Regions from separate parts of the Sus scrofa genome. Here regions 2 and 3 are each linked to region 1. A link is a contact called in public Hi-C and HiChIP or PLAC-seq data. All regions are on one chromosome and are shown on one strand. Each heading gives the region's core, a stretch centred on a gene start, on an enhancer-like site or on the middle of the called end of the contact. The rest is flanking DNA. Distances are from core to core; before and after follow the strand shown. Region 1 overlaps MYLK2 (myosin light chain kinase 2, skeletal/cardiac muscle). Region 2 overlaps CCM2L (cerebral cavernous malformations 2 protein-like). Region 3 overlaps HCK (tyrosine-protein kinase HCK).

Region 1 (4,224 bases), core at 1,045-3,544:
TGCTAATGCCTCCCCAGACAGGGCTCCAGTCCCACAGCCACAGCCCAGATGCCATGGGCCCTGCTGTTCCTGCCCGGTTCCCCCTTCTGGAACTGCTGCTCTGGTGACCCCTGCTTGGCCTCACCTGGGGCATCCCTGGCCTGGGCTTGCTCCTAGCTGGAGTGGGAGGGCTGGGGGTCCTGGCGTGTGGGGTTTCCGCCCTTGTGGATGGGAGGCCCTTGGTGGGGCAGGAAGGCAGCACAGCCGAGTCCCAAGGCCCAGCTGCCAGGGGAGACAGAGCAGGCTTTGTGAAAGAGGACCTCTGTGCCCCCACCCGCCTCCCCAATCCCAACAGATAAGGCCCGGCACACACCATCTGGCTGGGCCCGGCCCCCCGCCCACCTTCCTTGCGACCACCAACACACAGGAACTCCGCCTGAGAGAGAGGACGCCCTGCCCAGGCCTGGCGGAGGGGGAGGGGCGAGGCCTAGGGGACAGGGGAGACCACCCCCGAGCTTGCCTGAGGGCCAAGCCGGCCCAAGCCAGGCACTCCGGGCCCCCTCCCCAGGGTCAGCCGCGGCCCAGGAGGAGGGGGAGGGCCGTCAGGCAGCCCCCAACCTGCTCTCAGCTTGTGCCTTGTAAATAAATGTACAGGTTGGAAGTGGCCTCCTTCCCTCTCTGTGTGTGCACTTGGGGACAGTCACAGGTGGAGGACTACCGTGGGGCCAGGGGCTTTATTATTATTATTATTATTATTATTATTGCTCTTGAGGGCCACACTTGTGGCATATGGAGGTTCCCAGGTTAGGTGTCAAATTGGAGCTGCAGCCGCCGGCCTACACCGCAGCCTCAGCAAGGCGGGGACCCGAGACACGTCAGGGATCCACACCACAGCTCACGGCAACACTGGATCCTTAACCCAGTGCGGGGGACCAGGGATTGAACCTGCGTCCTCATGGACACTGGTTGGGCTCGTTACTGCTGAGCCACAATGGGAACTCCAAAGGGGGCAGGCATTTGAGCAGCCCTTGGTGCTACCGACGCGGCCTCAGAAGCCAGACTGCCCAGCGTGTGATCTGGGCAAGTGGTCCCCCGCTTTGTGCCTCAGTTTGTCCATTTGTGAGCTGGAGGTCCCCACACCAGCCAGAATTTATGGGCGATTGCTGGATGCAGGCTCTATTTCAACGCTCGTATGTACAACTCATTGACCCCCCACAGCAAGGTTGTGAGGTAGATATAGTTCCTGTTTTACAGAGGGGGAAACTGAGGCTTATGAGGGGAAGGAACTTGAAGGCTTTTCAACAAATTGGAAGCTGGGGCTTGAAATCTTCTCTCTCCCAGAGCAAGGCTCTGCCCATGGGCCCACGGACCTCTCACCAGCACAAGGGGGAAGCAGAAGCTTGGCCCCCAGGTCGAGCCAGAAGTTGGGCCCTGCAGTGACGGGGGTCTCCTGGGAGGCCTGGGGGAGAGAGCTGTCCTCTGGTTTTCCTGACAGGCCCCAGCCGGCCTCGCCCAGGCCTGCCGTGCAGGGGAGGGGCTCCACCCAGAGGGCAAGGGAGCTTAACCCTGACAGGGTGCAGCCTTTCTGACCGTGAGGACAACTGAGTCAGAAGTGGGACCGGCCCAACGGGGGCACCCTGTCCGCCTGCTGATCCGCCTGCTGAGGTTCACAGCAGTTCACATGCACGGAGCGCCTACTGGGTGCCCGCCCTGGCCCAGCTCTGTGCGTTTGCGATCACATCGGCCGTTCACGTGATGGCACCGTGGGCACTTGAGTTACGTCCATTTCTCCCACGAGGAAGCCAAGCCTCAGGGAAGTGACGCCACTCGCTCCGAGTCCCGCAGCTCATCTGCGGCAGAGCCAGGATTTGTACTCAGACAGTCTGGACCCAGAGCCCCTGCTCTTAACAGCGACCCTGTCTGCCTCCGAGTACTCTTGGACAGAGAGACCTTCAGCCTTCATCCCTCTCTGCCTGCCTCCCTGATCACTGGCCTGGAGGGCGAGGCGGGGTCCTCACTCCCACTCCTGCTCTGTTTCAGCAGATGGGTATGGAGTTCCCCCGGCAACAGGTGCCACATGGGGCAGGGTATGGGGGACTTTGAGGGGCTGAGCCTACTGGAGCTTGTTGGGGGGCCTGGGGAGCCTGGCTGGGGCTCCTGGTGGGAGATGTGCTCATGGGCAAGGCCCCCTGGGCCGTGGCTCCCTGCCTGCCTGTCCGCCCGCCTGCCCGCCCGCCACCTGCCAGCTGGGCCAGGCCTGTGGTTTCCTCTGAGTTCTCTCAGCCTTGCTGGCCCCCGCCCAGCCTGAGCCTCGGCCACACAGCGTGATGATGAGAGATGAGTCATGGCCATAGTGGAGGGGTGAGGAAATGAGGTCCAGCCAGTGCAGAGAACCAGGGCCCGGCTCCAGCTGGGGAAACCGAGGCCAAAACGAAACGTCTCCTCCGCAGTGACAGCTGGGACTAGAACCCGGGACTCTGGACTCCCCGTTCAAGCCTCAGTTTCCTCCTCTGTCACACGCAGATGACAACTGTCCTCTAATGCTCCTCTATGAGGGCCTTTATGACAATCGAGCGCTGGGACAGGGAGCTCATTCACCATATTTCCGAGGTGAGGAAACAGGTTCAGAGAGGGAAAGGGACCTGCCCAAGGCCACACAGCCAATTAACATGTCCTGGGAAGGAAGCCCACTCAGAACCAGGGAACGGGGCTGACCATGGCCTCTGTCTCTATCCCCTCCTGGGAGCACATCTTAGACAGTTCTTTTGGACTCATCCGGTGCCTCCTTTGGGCCTCCCCTTGTTCCTGGAGGGGAAGGATGGGGACTTGACGATATGGATGGGGAAATGATGGGGTTTCAGAGAGATTTTGCTCCCTGAGGGCCACAGAGCTTGCCCAGGAGGAAGCTTGGGTGGCAGCCGCTGGCGAAGGACTGAGTCTCAGTCCCGCCGCAGGCAGGGGCCCAGGCCCGTGACCTTCACTAGAGCGCCCAGGCCCAGCAACCTCAGAGCTGCCGTAATGAGGGAGTGGTCCATGCTCCTGTGGGCTGGCCAGCGGGGGCCAGAGCCAGGACTAAAGCTCTGGGTCTGGGTCTGCCGTTCCGCAAGTCCTGGATGACAGACAACAGCCATGCCCTGCCCCTTGCTTGGTGGGCCCTGCCCACCGCGGTGCCTGTGTCGTGGGCTCCCCCTGCATGGTGTCTGGCACAACCGCCATGCTGTGATCTTCCCTGCAAGTTGCTCGGTACCCCCAGGAGCCCAGGGCCACGAGCTTCTCCCGCACAGCACCCGGGGCCCCCCTCACGGGCTGAGAAGAGTTAATGCCCTCAACGGGCCAGCTCCTCCCGACTGGTCCCAGCCCCAGCCCAGAGCGCGTTCCTCCAAGACTATTTCCTGCCTCTGGGCCTTGGCCAGGCCCACAGTGACCACCCCCATGGGTCTGAGGCCGCATCTGGTTTGGATTACACCAGGGCTGGTGACGCTGCCTTTTCCTGTCGGCGTCCAGTGGCCTCAAATTCCACCGGCCACCTTGGACCCAGCAGGGCAGCTGTGGGAAAAGATTCAACCAGCGACAGGGCTGCCCCGACGGTATGAAGTGGCCAGGGCCATCCTGAAGGATGTGCCCACCTGGACCGAGCTCCCGCTTGTGCAGTTGCCCGCACACCTGTTCCTTCCTTCACTCTCGCCCGTGTTATTTATGGAGCACAAAGCCCTGCACCCAGGGACTCCCATGTGTACATTCGTTTCATCCCCACCCCGTGACTGGGTATTTCATTACCAGCAGTTCTCAGATGAGGAAACTGCGGCACAAGGACTCTATGGACAAGGCTGTGGGTTCCCAGCCAGTCAGTACTGGGGTGGGATGGCAAAGCAGGCGGTCTGACTTCAGACACATCCGATCCCTATTTGTTGAGCCCCTTTTCTGGGCCTGGCCCTAAGCCAGAGACTGGAGATGAATTAGTCATGGTCTCGGCCCTCAGAGAGTTCACAGCCTCTGGGACCCCGGCGGTGGGAGGCTGGGGCTTATGGTGGAGCTGGAAGGGCATGGCAGAAGCCACTAGGTCCTGGTCTCTCCTCTCCAGGGGGAGTGACTTCCATGCTTAGAGCAAATGAGGAGGAGGCCTCTTCCAGAAAGAGAGAAGGGGGTGTTCTAGGCTGCTCCAGGGAGCTGAGAACAAGCTTGTCATCCCAGTGGGGCTTTTGCATATGATGAGGCAGGAAATCAATCTAGAGAAGTTGACAGAAG
Region 2 (4,268 bases), core at 552-3,051, 180 kb after region 1:
GAGGTGCAGCTGCAGGGCTATGCCACAGCCACAACAACACCAGATCCGAGTCACATCTGCAACTTACACCATAGCTCATGGCAACACCAGATCCTTAACCCACTGAGCAGGGCCAGGGATCGAACCGCATCCTCATGGATACCAGTCGGGTTTGTTTCCGCTGAGCCACAACGGGAACTCGCGGCTCTGGGTCTTTTAGACAGGGGTTGGAGGGCTTGGGGTGTGTTGCTCTTGGGACTAATCTCAAGCAGTGTCCCCACAGCTGCGGAGTAAGCTGGGGCCCCTTGAGATACAGCAGTTTGCACTGCTGCTGCGGGAGTACCGGCTGGGGCTGCCCATCCAGGACTACTGCGCAGGCCTACTGAAGCTCTACGGGGACCGGCGCAAGTTCCTCCTGCTTGGTGAGCCCCTCATCCAGGCTGGGAGGGTTCGCTCCCTATCCTGCAGCCAACATCATGAGATCAATGAGGCATGGGAGGAAACCAAGGTGCAGGGAGGGGAGGTGACTGCAGTCACTGAGCTGGGAAAGAAAGCACAGGTATAGCCGTCTCACCTTCACAGCAAAGCAGTGATCCTTCCCATTTTACTCCGTGAGAATTCTGAGGCTCCGTGAGGGGACAGAACTTGTCCACGGTCACAGAGCTAGTGAGGAGGGCTGATGATAACAGCAACAGGACTGGTGATATTAATAAGTTAACATATATTTGGCGGTTACCCTGTGCCAAGGATCATCTCATTGAATGCCCTCGGTTCTGGGAAGCTGTAACTATTATTTGCCTTCATTTTGCAGGTGAAAAAACAAGCTTAGAGAAGCAAAGTACATAAGTCACAAAGCTAGTAAGTAGCGACAGAAGTCAAACAGAAGTCAAAGGGAGCACTCAGTGTATGCTAAGTACCTTATTTAATCCTCACAGCCCTACCGGGAGAACAGAAAAGGTTGTCTCAGTGCTACAGGTGTGACAAGTAAGGCTCAGTGTAATTACTCAAGGAGGGTTACACAACTAATACATGGGAACGTAACCACTGAGGCAATAATAATAACAATAATAAGCTAACATACAGTGAGCATTTGCTGTGTGCAGAGCATTATGCCATTATTCTCTGGCTCAGAGACTCGTGCAAGACCACCCAGCCCACAAGTGGCAGGTGGAGATCTGAACTCCACTCTCCAGGGAAGGTGGTTCCTCCGTGAGAAAGGAAGGGTTGACCCCCGAGGACTCACCCTGCTCCCCGGCCCACAGGGATGCGGCCCTTCATCCCGGACCAGGACATCGGCTACTTCGAGGGCTTCCTGGAGGGTGTGGGCATCCGCGAGGGTGGCATCCTCACCGACAGCTTCGGCCGCATCAAGCGCAGCATGAGCTCCACGTCGGCGTCCGCCGTGCGCAGCTACGATGGCGCGGCCCAGCGGCCCGAGGCGCAGGCCTTCCACCGGCTGCTGGCCGACATCACGCACGACATCGAGGCGCTGGCCCCGGACGACGACGACAGCACGGACGAGGAGTCCCGGGGGTCCCCGGGCGGGGGCGATGCAGCCGAGGACAACTACCTGTAGCCTGCGCCGCCGCCCCTGAAAAGGGCGGGGAAAGGGTGGTCCCGCAACCCTGCCTCTGCGACTCGCTCACTCTGGCCTGTGGGACTCCATCCCCAGGGTCCCCTGCTCAAACCCCAAGGCTCCACCCTCCGGTGGTCTCTGTCCCTACCCTTGGGGCTCCGGGCCCTGCAGTACCGAGAATGTCCTGCAGAGGGCGGAACCCTAACAGGGACCGAGCAGCCCCTCTGCCCACGGGTGGGCTGCGAACTGCTTCGTCTCACTAGCCCGGAGGGATCGGGCACTCGCTCCTCTTCCAGACTCCGTGGCTTTCTGGAGGCCGAGGGATAGATGAAGAGTTGGCGCCACCTGCTGGCCGATTGAGAAAAGAATTCCCAGCGCCTGATGGCCTCTACTCCTCCTACTACACAGTTTAGGAAACCGCTTCAAAAGGAGAAGGAACTTGAAGGAGTCTCCTGATTCCCCTCAGATGTTACCTCAAACTGACTCTACTAGATAGTGTAGAGGGTATTTTTAAAGCTCTGAATCCGGGTCTCATCTTCCCAGATGGCAGAGATTAGATGGTCAGGGTAGAAAAGTAGTTTCTTTCTACTGAGAGTGGATCCCCGGGAGGATGATCTGTGTCCCGGTCCTGGTCCCAAGGCTCTGAACAAGCTGCTTGTTCAGATCTTGCATTTGGAGCTGGACAGACCTAGGCCTCCTCTGTGGTAGGGGTCCTGGCCTCCTGGTGCCTCCCATTTCCTCTGCTGACCCTTGAGTTGGTCCCACCCACCTCACAGGGGCTGGTCATAGGGATCCCTGAAGGGCAAGACCTGCTGGGTCCGGCACATGATAGATGCTCAATAAATGCTGTTCCTTTCCCCACTGAACACTTTCGGACTCAGTTTATTTGTCTTTACCCTGTGTGCACTGGAACAGGTGTTGAGGTGGGGGTGAGATGTAAGAAGACCCTCAGGGAGCTCCCAGTTTGAGAGGAGGACCTAGGACTTGCCCCTCACAGCTCTCTTATAGCCCGGCTCCCAGCTCAAGGACCACAGAGCAGTACTCAAGATTCCACAGACAGCCATCACATCCGGGATAGTCAAAGAAACCCGAAGACAGGGTTGGAGTGGGAGAGAATTCGGGGTAAGCACAGCCTCAGAGGCTAAAAGAAAGAAGCCCTGAGGACTTCCCATCATGGCTCAGCAGCAACGTACCCGACTAGTACCCATGAGGACTCGGGTTCGATCCCTGGCCTTGCTGAGTGGGTGAAGGAGCCGGCATTGCCGTGAGCTGTGGTGTGAGTCGAAGACGCAACTTGGATCCCACGTGGCTGTGGCTGTGGCTGTGGCCAGCAGCTGCAGCACCGATTCAGCCCCTGGCCTAGGAACTTCCATATGCTGAGGGTGCGGCCCTTAAAAGACAAAAAAGAAGAAGAAGGAGAAGAAGAGGAAGAAGACAAAGAGGAAGAAGGAGAAGAAGCAGCAGCCCTGAGAAGAAGCAAGAGAACTGCATAGAAGGGCTAAAATTTAGTTGTGAACTTCATGTGGGCTTCCATGGCCAGACAGGCTACTTACCATGAGGTAGGTAGGTAACTACTAACACCAACGTCAATATAATAGCATTGCTATTATTAGGGCTTAGGATCCAGAGAATTCCATGATTCATACTCAGTTCATGGTGAACGACCATCATAATTGGTCCATACAAGGCCTGTCTTTTTTTTTTTTTTTTTGTCCGTTTTTGTCTCTTTAGGGCCAGCACCCGCAGCAAATAGAGTTTCCCAGGCTAGGGGTCTAATCAGAGCTGTTGCCGCCGGTCTACACTGGAGCCACAGCAACATGGGATCCGAGCCGCGTCTGTAACCTACACCACAGCTCACGGCAATGGAGGATCCTTAACCCACTGAGCAAGGCCAGGGATGGAACCCGCAACCTCATGGTTCCTAGTCGGATTCATTAACCACTGAGCCACGACAGGAACTCCCCTATACAAGGCCTTTCTAATGTCTTCCTTTGTTTTATATTCCTCGAACTCCACACGTCCCTACGTTCCTCCCCTCCCCCAACATGCCCCCCCCATGTGTTGATATATGTCCCTGGACAAAATATACACTGTGTGTGTGTGTTTACATTACATAAATGCTATTGTGTAAGGATCTCATTATTTCCTTTTTCACTCCATAACATGGTTTTAAGACCTATCTGGAATTCCTTTAGGGGCTCAGGGGTAATGAACCAGACTGATATTCATACGGACGTGGGTTTGATGCCTGGCCTTGCTCAGGGGGTTAAGGATCCAGCGTTGCCGTGAGCTGTGGTGTGGGTCGCAGATGCAGCTTGGGTCCCACATTGCTGTGGCTGTGGCTGTGGCTGGCAGCTGTAGCTCCAATTTGATCCCTAGCCTGGGAACTTCCATAGGCAGCTGTAAAAAGGCCGGGGGGCAGGGGGGACGACTTGATGAAGGAACTGGAACACAGGGAGGTGAAGTAAGTGACCCAAGGTCACAAGTGAGCTGGGATTTGGGCCCATATCTGGCTGACCCCAGAGCCCGGGCTCTTAGATGCTCTGCTATCCTGTCTACCAGCTTTGGGGATATAATGGTCGCAGGCTGAGGCATTTGGACCTGAGGCTGTGGGCAGCCTTAGTATGTTCCTGAGTGAGGCAGCCATGAGGGAGAAGTCAATTGACAAGGGGCAGAGGCCAAAGAGATAGGGGTTGGTCTTACAGGCCTGAGG
Region 3 (3,965 bases), core at 716-3,215, 210 kb after region 1:
GGTGGAGGGAGCTGCCCTATATCACACAGCCATGCTCATCCCAGAACACCCTGAAGTGAATCAAAATATATGAAGTGTAATATAATTTTATGCTGTACAAAACTGCACAATATGCTGTTTTATTTCCCACCACTGGAATACATATTACACGTCACAGAGGTGTTGAGTTTTGTTTTAAATGCATAGGAGTACATTATAAAGCAGTGATTAATTGCAATAATTTTTCAAATTTAATGATCCAGCACTCCAGAAGTCTGGATCAGTTCCTTAAGTTATTCATAAAAGGCGAATGAAGCAGAAACCACTTCAGTCTTGAGGGGGTAAACTGTTCCCAATTCCCACCAGGACAGACAAAAACATCCTTGTAAATAAAAAGAATCTTTAAAAAAAAAAAAAAAACTCCTCTAAGCCTAGGAATTTGTTTTTTTTTTTTCCTTAACCCACAAACACATGTTTATTTTAACAAGATAAGTATAACTGAGTTCTAACCGCCTTAGAAGAAAACTGCAGTTGTGCAGCGATGAGGAAACAATTGCTTCCATATGCGGCTGACTTCTCAGCAAATACATGTGCACATTTTGAGAAAAGACATGAAACATTTTTGCCACTTTACCAATGAAGTTTTGACTTTGATTAGGTAAACCGCTTTTCTTTAAATATCTTTGAATTTGATTAATGCAGCAGCAAAGTCTGTCAGCTCTACCTCCAAAATACTCCCTTAATCTGCCCACTTCTTTCCCCCTCACTAACCACCACCCCAGACTAGGCCACCATCATCTCAAGCCTGGACTCGTGCAGTAGACAGGGCTCCCTGCCCTGCCCACTAAAGTCCATACTCCACCCAGCAGCCAGTGGGATTATTTAAAGTGCAAATTGAATCCTGTCATCTTTCTGCTCAAAACTTTTCATACTTTCCCATCATCCTTAGCATCAAGTCCAAATTTCTCGCTGTCTGTACAAAGGGGGGCAGCCTCCTCATATACCCTCCTCTCTCCTGCCTGTGATCTCCAGCCACACTGGCCTCCTTTCAGTGCCTCGTTCTTTTCAAGCACATTCCAGCCTCAGGGCCTTTGCACTTGCTGTTCCCTCTGCCTGGAACACTGTTCCCTCCGAGGGTTATGTAACTTGGCTCCTCTGTGTCAGTCAGGCCCAAGGTCCAACATCACCTCCTCAGAGAGGCCTTTCCCAACCACCTTGTCTAAAGAGGCCCACACAGTTGCTCCCCATCACAGCCTCTTTTATCGTCCTCATGCTTTTCCTTAACCAAATTTATTTATTTGTTCACCTGTTTATTGTCTGTGTCTCCTACTCTCTCTAGTGCAAGTTCCACCAGCACATAACCTTGCTTGCCTGAAGCCTGGTTTAAAAAAGCTCTCAATAAATGTTTACTGAGTAAATGAATGGATGAATGACCAAGTAGATCCACGAGAGAAAGAAGGGATGGATAGAAAAAAGAAAAAAGAGAAGAGGAGGGAGGAAGCTACAGAAGGCAATTATAAAATGAGATGAGGAATATGGTTTCTTGATTGCTTGAGCCACATGATGCGACTTGATCTTTATCAGATAATATTAAATGTTAACTTATAATTAGAGTATAGTTTTACTTGACTGCTTGTTCCGAGCCTGAGGCTGTGCTGAGTATTTCCCCGCCCACGTGATTTCTCATCTTCCCAACACCCTGTGTGTAGGTTGTATTATTACCCCCATTTCGCAGATGAGGAACTGAGACTGGGGAGCGGGCGGCGGCGGGGGGGACATCAGCTCAGGCTCTCTGACCCCCGAGCCCGAAGCTCCCACCACCCACTCTGCCTGAGGCTCTACCTGCTACATTTCAATGATCCTAGAGATTTATTCTCTGAATAAACCTCCCATCGCAGGAAGCCTTGGTAGCACAACTATGACAACTTATCGGCTCTGTGTGGGTGCGTGGCAGACGTGGATGTGGGGAAGCCCAGTGGTGACAAGGGAAGAGTGAGCACCACGTGGCGGCGCGGGGGTTGGGGGGGCGGCAGTGAAACTGGCTGAGGGGGAGGGAAGACAGGGCAGGCAGAGGGAGCCAACCTGGGGGCAAGGGGTCTGGAAGACAGCTCCAGGCGGGGTTCCCAGCCAGCCAGGCTCACCTCCCTTCTCTCTGCCACAGAATGGGCTGCGTAAAGTCCAAGTTCCTCCGGGATAGAGGCAAGGTCTCAAAGAGCGAGCCCAACACCAACCCACACAATCCCGTGTATGTGCCGGATCCTACATCCTCCTCAGGAAAGCGGGTGAGTGGGGCAAGAAAGGGAAGCTGGTAGCAGCCGGGGTGGGGGGGGCTGCCCCAAATGGCCCACCCAGCCTCCTGTTTTCCCAAAGGTGAGCAGAGTGTGTGGGGTAAAATGGAGCTGCAGTCACCAGCAGTGCCCAGACTCCCCAGGATACACCTGCACCAAGTGCCCAGGGAAAGGGCATCACTTCTCCTTGTCCCACTGCCCAGGCCTTGGCCGGCCTGATGCGTGGGCACTAGCATAAGAAGTGCTGCGAGCGAAGAATGAGCAGATGACAGCAACAGCAGTTAAGATGATGGCAGTAATGACAACAGTATCACCATCACAGCAGTAACGGTAATCACAGCGGTGGTGATAACAGCAAGAGTAACGACAATATTAGTGGAAGCATAACGCCAAGAGCAGCAGGGACGACAGCAGAAAGAGTGAAGAAGAGCAGTAGTAACGCTAGTAGAAGTATTTGCTCACGTCTATGACACTCACGCAGAGCTTACAATGAGCCAGGCACTATCCTGAGGGCTTTCTGGTTATTAACACCTTAACTGTTATCACAGCGCTCTTGTAGGTCAGGATCGGTATTATACTCATGTTTCAGCTGAGCCACCGAGAGATTAAAATAACTTGCTAAGGGCCAAATGGTTAGTGAGGGGTAGAGCCAGGATTCAAACTCAGCATTGTAAGTTCCAAGGCGCCAGTGGCAGGAGATCCTTTAACCCGCAGAGGCAGCAGAGCCAGATGCTAGTGACATGAAGAGGAGTCACCATGACTGGTGGCAATAGGGGTGGTCCTGGTAGCAGCACTCGCCATAGAAGCAGCCCCACTGGTCATGGCACTTGTGACAGCCAGAGGAGCAGGGACAGTCGGAATAGCAGTGGTGACAATAACAGGACTAGTAACAGCGATGACCATGCTAAGAGCACTAAGAGTTGTCATCGCCATGACTGTCCTCTGAACATGTGTACGTTCTGGGCACCGAGGGAGGTGTTTCTACCTCATTAATCCTCACCAAAAGCTGTGAGGCCACAGTACTTTACAGCCCCAGTGACTGCGGCTCAAAGAGGTTAAATGGCTCCCTGGGCTCCTACTGGGAAGCCGCAGAGCCTGGTCTTTCTAAGCCTGAGGCTGGGGTTCATTCACTCTCCTCCAGGGTCCTTTAGTCCATCCCCTGATTTGAGGCTGCCCAGGGAGGCACAGCCTCTGCTTACTGCCTCCAGAGGTGCGGTGCACGCCTTCCTGGCTCCCCCTAGGTAGTTCTTCCTTGTGTTGAAGGGGAGCCTCTTACCCCACAACGCTTACTCCTGGATCCCAAACCTACCCCTTAGTCTCACCCCAATCACATCCATTCCCTTTGCCCCATGAGAGCTTGTAGAGATAGAAGGCAATGATCTTATCCCAACCCACCCATCTCTCCCAAATCATCTTTCACACGACGTGGGCTCCTGGCCTTTCTCCATCCTGCTTGCCCTTCTCCGGGTATGGTGCCTAGAACAGGACTAATTCTGGAGATGGGAGAAGAGCGGAATTGTCACCTCCCTCCTTCTGACACTTGACCTCTATTAATACAGCCTGCAATTACACTAGCTTCTCACACTGGGGAGGTCCTGCGCTCACATCCTAAAACCCTGTCACTCCCAGGTCAGCCTCTCTCCTACCTGCATGGCCCTCTTCCTGCAGCTGAGACTCCAGGTTCTCAGGTTCTCTCAG

What was found. Hi-C and Micro-C count contacts between places; a contact is called where the count stands out from the background. HiChIP or PLAC-seq counts read pairs in DNA pulled down with a chosen protein or histone mark.
Region 2: a Hi-C map of retroperitoneal adipose tissue shows a contact between it and region 1, with 2.3 times the contacts expected there. The contact joins two enhancer-like sites. A contact is called at or near these places in 3 of 5 promoter capture datasets (fetal liver, fetal skeletal muscle and liver), 33 of 47 Hi-C or Micro-C datasets (adipose tissue, alveolar macrophages, blood and 16 more) and 2 of 2 datasets of contacts at active chromatin or transcription factors (alveolar macrophages and skeletal muscle).
Region 3: an H3K27ac HiChIP or PLAC-seq map of alveolar macrophages shows a contact between it and region 1. The contact joins two enhancer-like sites. A contact is called at or near these places in 3 of 47 Hi-C or Micro-C datasets (epiblast stem cells, fetal heart ventricle and mesenteric adipose tissue) and 1 of 2 datasets of contacts at active chromatin or transcription factors (alveolar macrophages).

Annotation. Positions count from the first base shown.
Region 1 is chr17:35,512,452-35,516,675 of Sscrofa11.1, forward strand. MYLK2 (myosin light chain kinase 2, skeletal/cardiac muscle) reads left to right here. Exons shown (of 12, transcript XM_013985219.2): 12 at 1-645. Among named protein-coding and RNA genes, the nearest start is that of MYLK2, 15 kb to the left of the region's middle. Within about 2 kb of position 2,295, at least 33 of the 83 cell types and tissues checked have an H3K27ac peak or open chromatin away from gene starts, as enhancers often do. A contact at or near this core is called in adipose tissue, alveolar macrophages and retroperitoneal adipose tissue, where this site is marked.
Region 2 is chr17:35,687,955-35,692,222 of Sscrofa11.1, forward strand. CCM2L (cerebral cavernous malformations 2 protein-like) reads left to right here. Exons shown (of 10, transcript XM_021077713.1): 9 at 252-401; 10 at 1,242-2,421. The coding sequence ends at 365. Among named protein-coding and RNA genes, the nearest start is that of HCK, 18 kb to the right of the region's middle. Within about 2 kb of position 1,802, at least 14 of the 83 cell types and tissues checked have an H3K27ac peak or open chromatin away from gene starts, as enhancers often do. A contact at or near this core is called in adipose tissue, alveolar macrophages and retroperitoneal adipose tissue, where this site is marked.
Region 3 is chr17:35,724,671-35,728,635 of Sscrofa11.1, forward strand. HCK (tyrosine-protein kinase HCK) reads left to right here. Exons shown (of 13, transcript XM_021078145.1): 2 at 2,141-2,261. The coding sequence starts at 2,142. Among named protein-coding and RNA genes, the nearest start is that of HCK, 18 kb to the left of the region's middle. Within about 2 kb of position 1,966, at least 2 of the 83 cell types and tissues checked have an H3K27ac peak or open chromatin away from gene starts, as enhancers often do. A contact at or near this core is called in alveolar macrophages, where this site is marked.